Linked DNA regions of Rattus norvegicus: region 2 is linked to region 1. The links are chromatin contacts, called in public Hi-C maps. All regions are on one chromosome and are shown on one strand. Each heading gives the region's core, a stretch centred on a gene start, on an enhancer-like site or on the middle of the called end of the contact. The rest is flanking DNA. Distances are from core to core; before and after follow the strand shown. Region 1 holds the start of Ttll11 (tubulin tyrosine ligase like11). Region 2 has its middle 18 kb from the start of Ptgs1.

Region 1 (3,561 bases), core at 395-2,894:
CTGCTTCCGATTGACAGCCAGAGCCATCTCCTCAGACTGAAAGCTGAAGAAGTGGGCAGAGTTGGAAGGACATGCAGAAAGCCCCCAGAGGCAGAAGAGCTCATGAATGCACAACTTAGCAGCTATCTCTATGTGGGGTGCTCTTTCCAGATTTGATAAGTTGTAAAATAATTTGTTACTGCATTCACAGTGCTCTCTGTAGATCACTCTTTCTGGTCTTTTCTAGAGAGAAATCAGTTCATATTTGTCCTTTGCCTAGACTGATGGAGGAGGCTGGGGTGATTTCTCTGTGAAATAACAGTCAGGATGTGGTAGAGAGTTATCGTGTACACTATCAGTACAGACTGTAGCTACTTCTGCCCGGGGGTCCTGAGAGACGCTGCTCAAAAAGACAGCTACCAAGATGACTCTGAGTTTCCTAGGCAGACACTAAGGAAGGATACATCCAGGCAGAGGGGGACAGTATGTACAAAGTCACAGAAGCAAAGAGAGGATGTGATTCCAGAAGTGAGGATAGAAAGAAACAACTAATGCTCTAAATTCATCCAGAGAGGTTGGGCAATAAGGGACGTCTTTAAACTTGGAGGGAGCAGTCCCAGCTGTGGTGTGGACAGACAGAAGTGTAGTAGAGACGTATGATACCCATGAGGCGGCTGCTGCAACAGCTCAGAGAAAAGGCAGAGGCTGACATGACAGAGAGATAACAGGGAAGGCAAGGGAAATGATATTTCAATGTAAAAGTCGCAAGACTTTAGGGATGGACTGGCTTTAAGAGAGGAGAGAGGTGGGGTATGTTGTCTTGACAATATTCAAGCATTCATGAATGAGGGTGGTGTCAATTGAAACCAGAAACACCAGGGGGAACAGGATTTGGGGTGTCCTACCGTTCATCTCCAGAACTTTCAATATTGGAAGCATATCCATGAACCAACTCCCGAGAGAGAGTGAATGGTTGTGCAGAGAAGACCTCTTTTAGGTACCATGGACAGCTCCAAAAGCCTCGGGCAAGACTCTGGTTCTTGACTTTGGTAGCCTTAAAATCAACAGGGCATTTTTAATATCCCCCCGCCCCCCAACCAGTTACACTCATAGGCTCAACCCGAGTCTGAGCTCCAATTTCTGGAAGAGGGGGTTCAAGATGCTACTTTGTAAACAAGCACCTCAGACCCTTCGTATAGGTACTTGAAGAAAATCTTCCAGGCCTCCTACAGAGGAGGCCTGGTGCCCTTGAAGTTATGGGTGGGCTTCAAGGCAGCTTATTCACACACTGAAATTCCTATCCAAAGAAACAAGACTTTTGGAGGAATGGAGAAGGGGCCATTTTCCTCCAGGACCCTTAAAATTAATATGCTTTCACTATTGGAAGTTCTTGAGATGAACGGGAGAGATGGTTGCATCACGATATGAACGTACTGAGTGCTACTGAACTGTGAATTACAAATTAGACTAAATGAGGATGGAGAGACGGCTCAGTGTTAAAGAGTGCTGGCTTGTTCATTTCCTGGCACCACACTGCAGGTCCCATCGGGGAATCCGATGTTCTCTTCTGGCCTCCTCCGGCATCAGGCGCATACATGGTACACATACATATATGTAGGCAAAAATATACATACACATAAAGTAATAAAAAGAGTTGATTAATGCATCTAGCTATACGGTTTTTATTATAATAAAAAGTGTTGTCCTCTACACTTTTTAGGAATCTGAAGGGCTTCTTCATTCCGCGGGAGATACCTGAAACCTGACAAAGGTGGTCTTCTGCCTCAGTCTGAGAAAGAGTCAATAAATGTAGTAGGTCTGGAGTTACCCCAGTGTATGTGGGACTGGGGAAACTGAGTCTCATGTTCGAGAAAGATGTCGCTCTTTCCAAGTCCTTCTCTTTCCAAGCTCGGGAGCCGGACAGGAACGCAACAACTCCTTTCACCCTCAACCTCACTATCAGCCATTCCTGGCCAGGCCTTGAAAGCTCAGAGCTTTGAGGCTTCTGAGGGCGCCAGGGCCTCAGCGGCTCTCTTCCCTCTTTCAAGATGGCCGCCGCCACCTCTGTGACAGGCCTGGTCACGTGGGCGCGCTCGCTTGTGAGGTCGCCGGGCCCCGGCAGGCGATTGTCCCTTGCCGGGCCCCGTCCCGAGGCGGCGACTATCCCTGTCAACCGGAGCCTGAGAGATCATGGCAACGGGCTCGGGCGGGGAGCGCGTGGCGGCGGCGGCGGCGGTAGCGGCGGCGGCAGTTTGGTCGCGGGCCGGGACGGCGGAGCGGCGGCGGAGGCGGCGGTGGCTGTGGCGCCGGCACCGGCCCTGAGCGTCATGTGGCGCAGCAGCCTCGAGCAGGAGTCAGCGGCCGGGTGGGAGACGGACGAGACGGCGGCGGCCGATTCGCTAGAGGCGGAGGAGGGAGAGCAGCTGGGTGTAGACGCTGGCGCGGCCGGGGAGCCCGAGCGCCCGGAGCGGGAGGAGCAGCCCAAGGCCGTGGGCCCGACCCTGACCCCGACGCGACGCCGCGCGACCGAGGAAGGAGATGTCCGCGTCGTCCGCCGGCTGCCGCCCGCGCTGCCCCAGGACTCGCCGAGGCCGGTGGCACGGGCCCTGAGCCATCTCGTGCAGGCCCGGGGCCGGAACCGGGGCTATCGGCGGAACGCGGACTCAGTGCGGCCGGTCACCGTGGACAGCTCCAAGGCTCGCACTTCCCTGGACGCGCTGAAGATCAGCCTTCGCCAGCTCAGGTGGAAGGAGGTGAGGCCCGCAGGCTCCGGCGCGGGGGGGGGGGGGGCACAGGGGGGTCGTCCCGAGGCCTGGCCCCCGGAGCCACTTCCCAGGTCAGGTCAGCTCGTCCCTGCCCTGCCCCCCTACAGCTGCAACCCTATGTCTGCAACCCTGGCCTCTTCGAACTCCTGGTTTATATGTCTGTCTTCTCCATTGGCCCCGGGGCCAGGAGCCACCTTCCACTCTCGTATTTAATGTTTATTTAAAGTTTACTAAACTTTAGTGCTTAGAGTGCCACTCTTGGGCCAGGTTTACTCGACATCGCCTCACTACGCTCTTCGACTTAGCTGTGAGACCTTGAGCAAGCTGCTTTTCTTTGGCCCCGTTAACCTTGGTAAAACGAAGCCAGTTCGTTCCTATTAGGGGCCTAGTGCCTAGTGATTGCACAAGATTTCAGCAAGTGACAACTTAACTTTCATCACCTTCCTTTCTTGCCACCACCACCACCACCACCACCACCACCACTGACACTGATTCAGGGGATGTAGCAAGTGACAGTAAGTGGGGGTGAACGCATGACTGAGGAGATGAATCAGTCACCCTTGAATTCAGTTCAGTCCTTTAAGGGGGCGGGCAGGGCAAAGCACCAACGAATCCAAGAGGTTTCTATTTTCATTGACCGAGTAGATGAAGCCAGCTGACTTTATTTACAGCATAGAAGCCATTTGGTGCGCTAAAGACTCCATGCGCAGACAGCATGAGGGCTCAGGTTCCAAGCCTTGTGCTGAGGCTGTGGTAGAAGTGGTTTAATGAAGTCGGAGACTGTGGAGAGATGACCGCAGGAAGGTCCTCCATCATC
Region 2 (3,561 bases), core at 770-3,269, 230 kb before region 1:
ACATACTCCATAATATCACACCCTTTTTTGGGAGCAGCACATCCAGACAGACAGAAAGTAACACAGGGCTCTGTCTTTTCCTTCAGTCGCCCTTCACACGCACCCTCCCTGAAACTAACCCGTAACCTGAGCACACCAGCTCCTGGGGAAGTTCTGTGAGTCCTTCTAGAGGATTCTCAAACCTGAGAGTGGTTCAAGGAACCCCTCGCCTAGCAGGTGGAGTGCCACAAGTCAAGACAGCCCTGCCTGAGCATGGCTCCTCTAACCTTGTAGAGGACCCAACTTATTAGATGGGATTTCTTCTCACCTGAAAGATATCTCCCTGAAGGAGGCATGGTCATCTTTACTCTGCTTTCTAGACTGGGGCACTGAGTCAAGCAACCCGACTGAGGTCGCAGGACCATCTAATACCAAACGTGAGCTCTGAAAGTGGAGCCAGGCACTGGAATGCGGGCCTGGACCACTGTGAGGCACTTCCCAGAGGCTGCGCAGGGAACAGGGGAAGATGGGACTGGAGCTGAGCTGGTCTTCAAGATGGATAGCAGGAGATGTATTCCGTAGCTGCCTAGCGGGTCTGGGGTCCCAAGAAAATAACCACACGATCCCAAGTATTTCAGCAGGGCAGTAAGTTTGATTTGTGCAGAGGGTGCACAGTCATACCAAACCAGTCGGAGAGTGGGTCCTGCGCACCAGGGTTCCTTCCGCCTCACATCCTTACGTGACGGCTCATTTAAAGTGTCACCGTTGATAATCGGGATGTGATTTTGAGCAACTAGTACACACATTTTTGACTTCAGGAAGCGCTGACCTCGGGGCTGGAGGCGCGGCTTCTAGAACTTTCACGGGGAGAACCAACCACCTGAAACTCCAATCCTAAGGGATCTGACGCCCTCTTTCGGCTTTCCTGGGCATCAGGAACACCAACAGGCTTGTGGGCAAAACACACAGATACATAACAAACAAAACTCCAGATTAAGAAAATAAGTGCTGACAAGGAAGGAATTTGACTGTCTTCCAAGTAGCTTCTTTATATTTGTTTTTAAATGAAACGTGTCTTGTTATGTGTTTAGAAAGATACTGAGTTTCCTTTTTACATTTTCCACACAGGCTGGATTTGAAATGAAGAGAAAGGAAGGAGCTAATTATGAACTTCAGGCTTCTGCACACACAGCCAGGGTTCTGGATTCCCATGCCCAGTAAACACAAAAAGCAAGGCACGTGATAGGCTCGTACCTCGGTCCTTAGAGCAGCTTTGCGCAACCCCCCACCCCGCGCGCGCACAGGACCGTATTCCGAAGTGACCACAAGGTGGCAGCAGAGGCCACCTTTTTCATGTCTGCTCGGGCAAGACTCTCTGGAGAAGGAGGCTTCCTGCTGGCCAGGCTGGAGGGTTTGTCTGCCCCTGACCATGGTGGAACTGGAATGGGACCTCTGCCAGGGCCTCTCAGAAACAAATTCCTGCACTCACGGGGTTCAAAGGGCCTGGTGAAGAAGGCAGGAGAAGTGGGCTCCTGCACTGCTTAGCCAGAGCAGGTGTCCTACCTACCCTGTGAGGCTTGTTTGGGAATTGAGGTAACATTTTTTGTTTGAAGCAAAGTCCTGAGACAGCCGCAAGTCTACCCACATTGGAAAACTGAGACCAAACTTACACCGGCCTGCTATTGTTAGAGTGGAGTTGGGAAACCTTGAACAGCCGGAAACCCCCTCACCTGTCTTCATCCCTATTACTCCAGTGTCTTGCCCACGCACCCAAACAGCACCAGGCGATCTGTGGCGCACATCCTTATCGATTCCGTGAGAATTCCCTCCTGCCCCTCTCCCACCCCACTGAGTGGACCCCACCCCCCAACATCAGCCCTGGAGGCTTCCCAGGAAAGGTGCCGTATCCCCTCCCCCACACTGTCCTGTTGTTTGCACCTCGGCCCTACAGCAGGCGCTCCAAGCAGAACCTGAGTGTCCAGGGTAGGAGGCTATGCTTGACTGCCTGGGAGCAGTATGCCTAGCCTCCCCCAAGTGGAAGCCAGCCGAGACCAGTGCACAGGGAAATGTGTGGCTTCTGCACAGAGATCACGGTCAATGCAGAGGTGGTGGCCGGTAAACTCATCACAGGTCACATGCAGGAAGCCTCCCTGGCTGGCTGTTCGCTGAGCACTTACTATCTACTACGGGCACAGTTCCAGGCCTTGCGATCAGCACCGAGGAAGACAGAGGGGTGGGGCTGAATTGCAGACAGCACGCACCCAGGGACAAAGCTTCACCGGCTAGGAAGACTGGTGTCCCTTCTTTACCCAAGGACCCTGTCTGCTCACGGAGCTGCAGGAGGGGGAATGCCCTCTCACAACAGGACTTCCCCACCGCCACTCTAGGTGCTCAGTCAGCGGGGACCCCTCCTGTACCCCTGCGACTGTGCCAGGCTGCTTACAGATCAGGCAAGGGATTAGCACCAAGACTAGCACACTGGAACCTATTCATTTTGGTGTCGGGAGGAAATGATGGGCCAACACGCTGCAGGCAGTCACTCAGAAAAGGCACAGAAAGACAGAAGGGGCCAACAAGACAAATCAGCAGGCAAAGGTAATTGCCTGAGTTCCATCCCCCCCAATCCATATAGCAGCAGAAGAAAGGCTACCCCTGAAAATTGTCCTCTACACACACACACACACACACACACACACACACACACACACACGGGCGGGGGGGTGGATACAAAATATTTTGAAAAAAAATCAAGTAAGTGGGTTTTCAAACTATGTTCTTCAAACTAGGGATCTGCAGGAGTGTCCTGGGTCACCACCAGGGAACAGGGGAAAGGCCACTCAGGCATCAGCCCCGTAGCCTTCCACCTTTGCTGGTCACAGATCCATCCTGGGCTTCACAGGTCAGTTCTTGTTTGAAGAAGAATCCTGCTGGCTCAGGAAAGGCAAGAGGTTTGGCTAGAGTCACACAGGAGAACTGAAAGCCAAGGCCGACAAGAGACACCTGAGATCAGAGGTCAGCCTGGAGCTCCCAAGTCAGAGCCAGAGACAGTAGAACACAGCTAGAACAGGAAGCCACAGAAACTGGAGCCGGAAACCAAAAGAGGGTGAAGTTGTCATGACGTGGGGTCTGGAGGTCAGGGCCAAGGTCACATCCCATTGTCGGAGGTCAGTGAGAGCCATTCCGTATAGGTGGGGAGGGGGCTGCATTCAGTAGGTATTTGTTGAGCATATGCGTAGGCCCAGAACTACAACCCACGGTCATGAGCAAAGCAAACCCTTTGCTCTCCCTCAGCTACCTGGGGTACAAGGTAAACACTATCAGAAGAAATAACTGCTAGGCATCTGAGCTGAAGGAAAGACTGCTTGTAGGTGGGCTGGTTCCTATGGGGTGGTCAAGGAAGGCCTCCCTGAGGAGGTGACATTCGAGCCCTAGACTGTCTGAACCTGGGCCAGCTGTTCAGATCCTATCCTGAAAGCCTGCAGATCCACTCTGGAAGGAGAGGCTGCCAGAGGGGCAGGAAGTCTGGCCCCCTGTAACTATATCCCCAGGAAGGAGGAAGCCTGGACTCGCTTTCAGCAGCCC

Evidence for each region. Hi-C and Micro-C count contacts between places; a contact is called where the count stands out from the background.
Region 2: a contact with region 1 is called in a Hi-C map of liver, with 2.9 times the contacts expected there. The contact joins the enhancer-like site here to the promoter of Ttll11 in region 1. A contact is called at or near these places in 5 of 12 Hi-C or Micro-C datasets (frontal cortex, kidney, liver and 1 more).

Annotation. Positions count from the first base shown.
Region 1 is chr3:39,730,976-39,734,536 of GRCr8, reverse strand. It overlaps Ttll11 (tubulin tyrosine ligase like11), which reads left to right and starts at 1,644. Exons shown (of 9, transcript XM_063284853.1): 1 at 1,644-2,732. The coding sequence starts at 2,028.
Region 2 is chr3:39,961,694-39,965,254 of GRCr8, reverse strand. No RefSeq gene overlaps it. Among named protein-coding and RNA genes, the nearest start is that of Ptgs1, 18 kb to the left of the region's middle. Within about 2 kb of position 2,019, at least 4 of the 93 cell types and tissues checked have an H3K27ac peak or open chromatin away from gene starts, as enhancers often do. A contact at or near this core is called in liver, where this site is marked.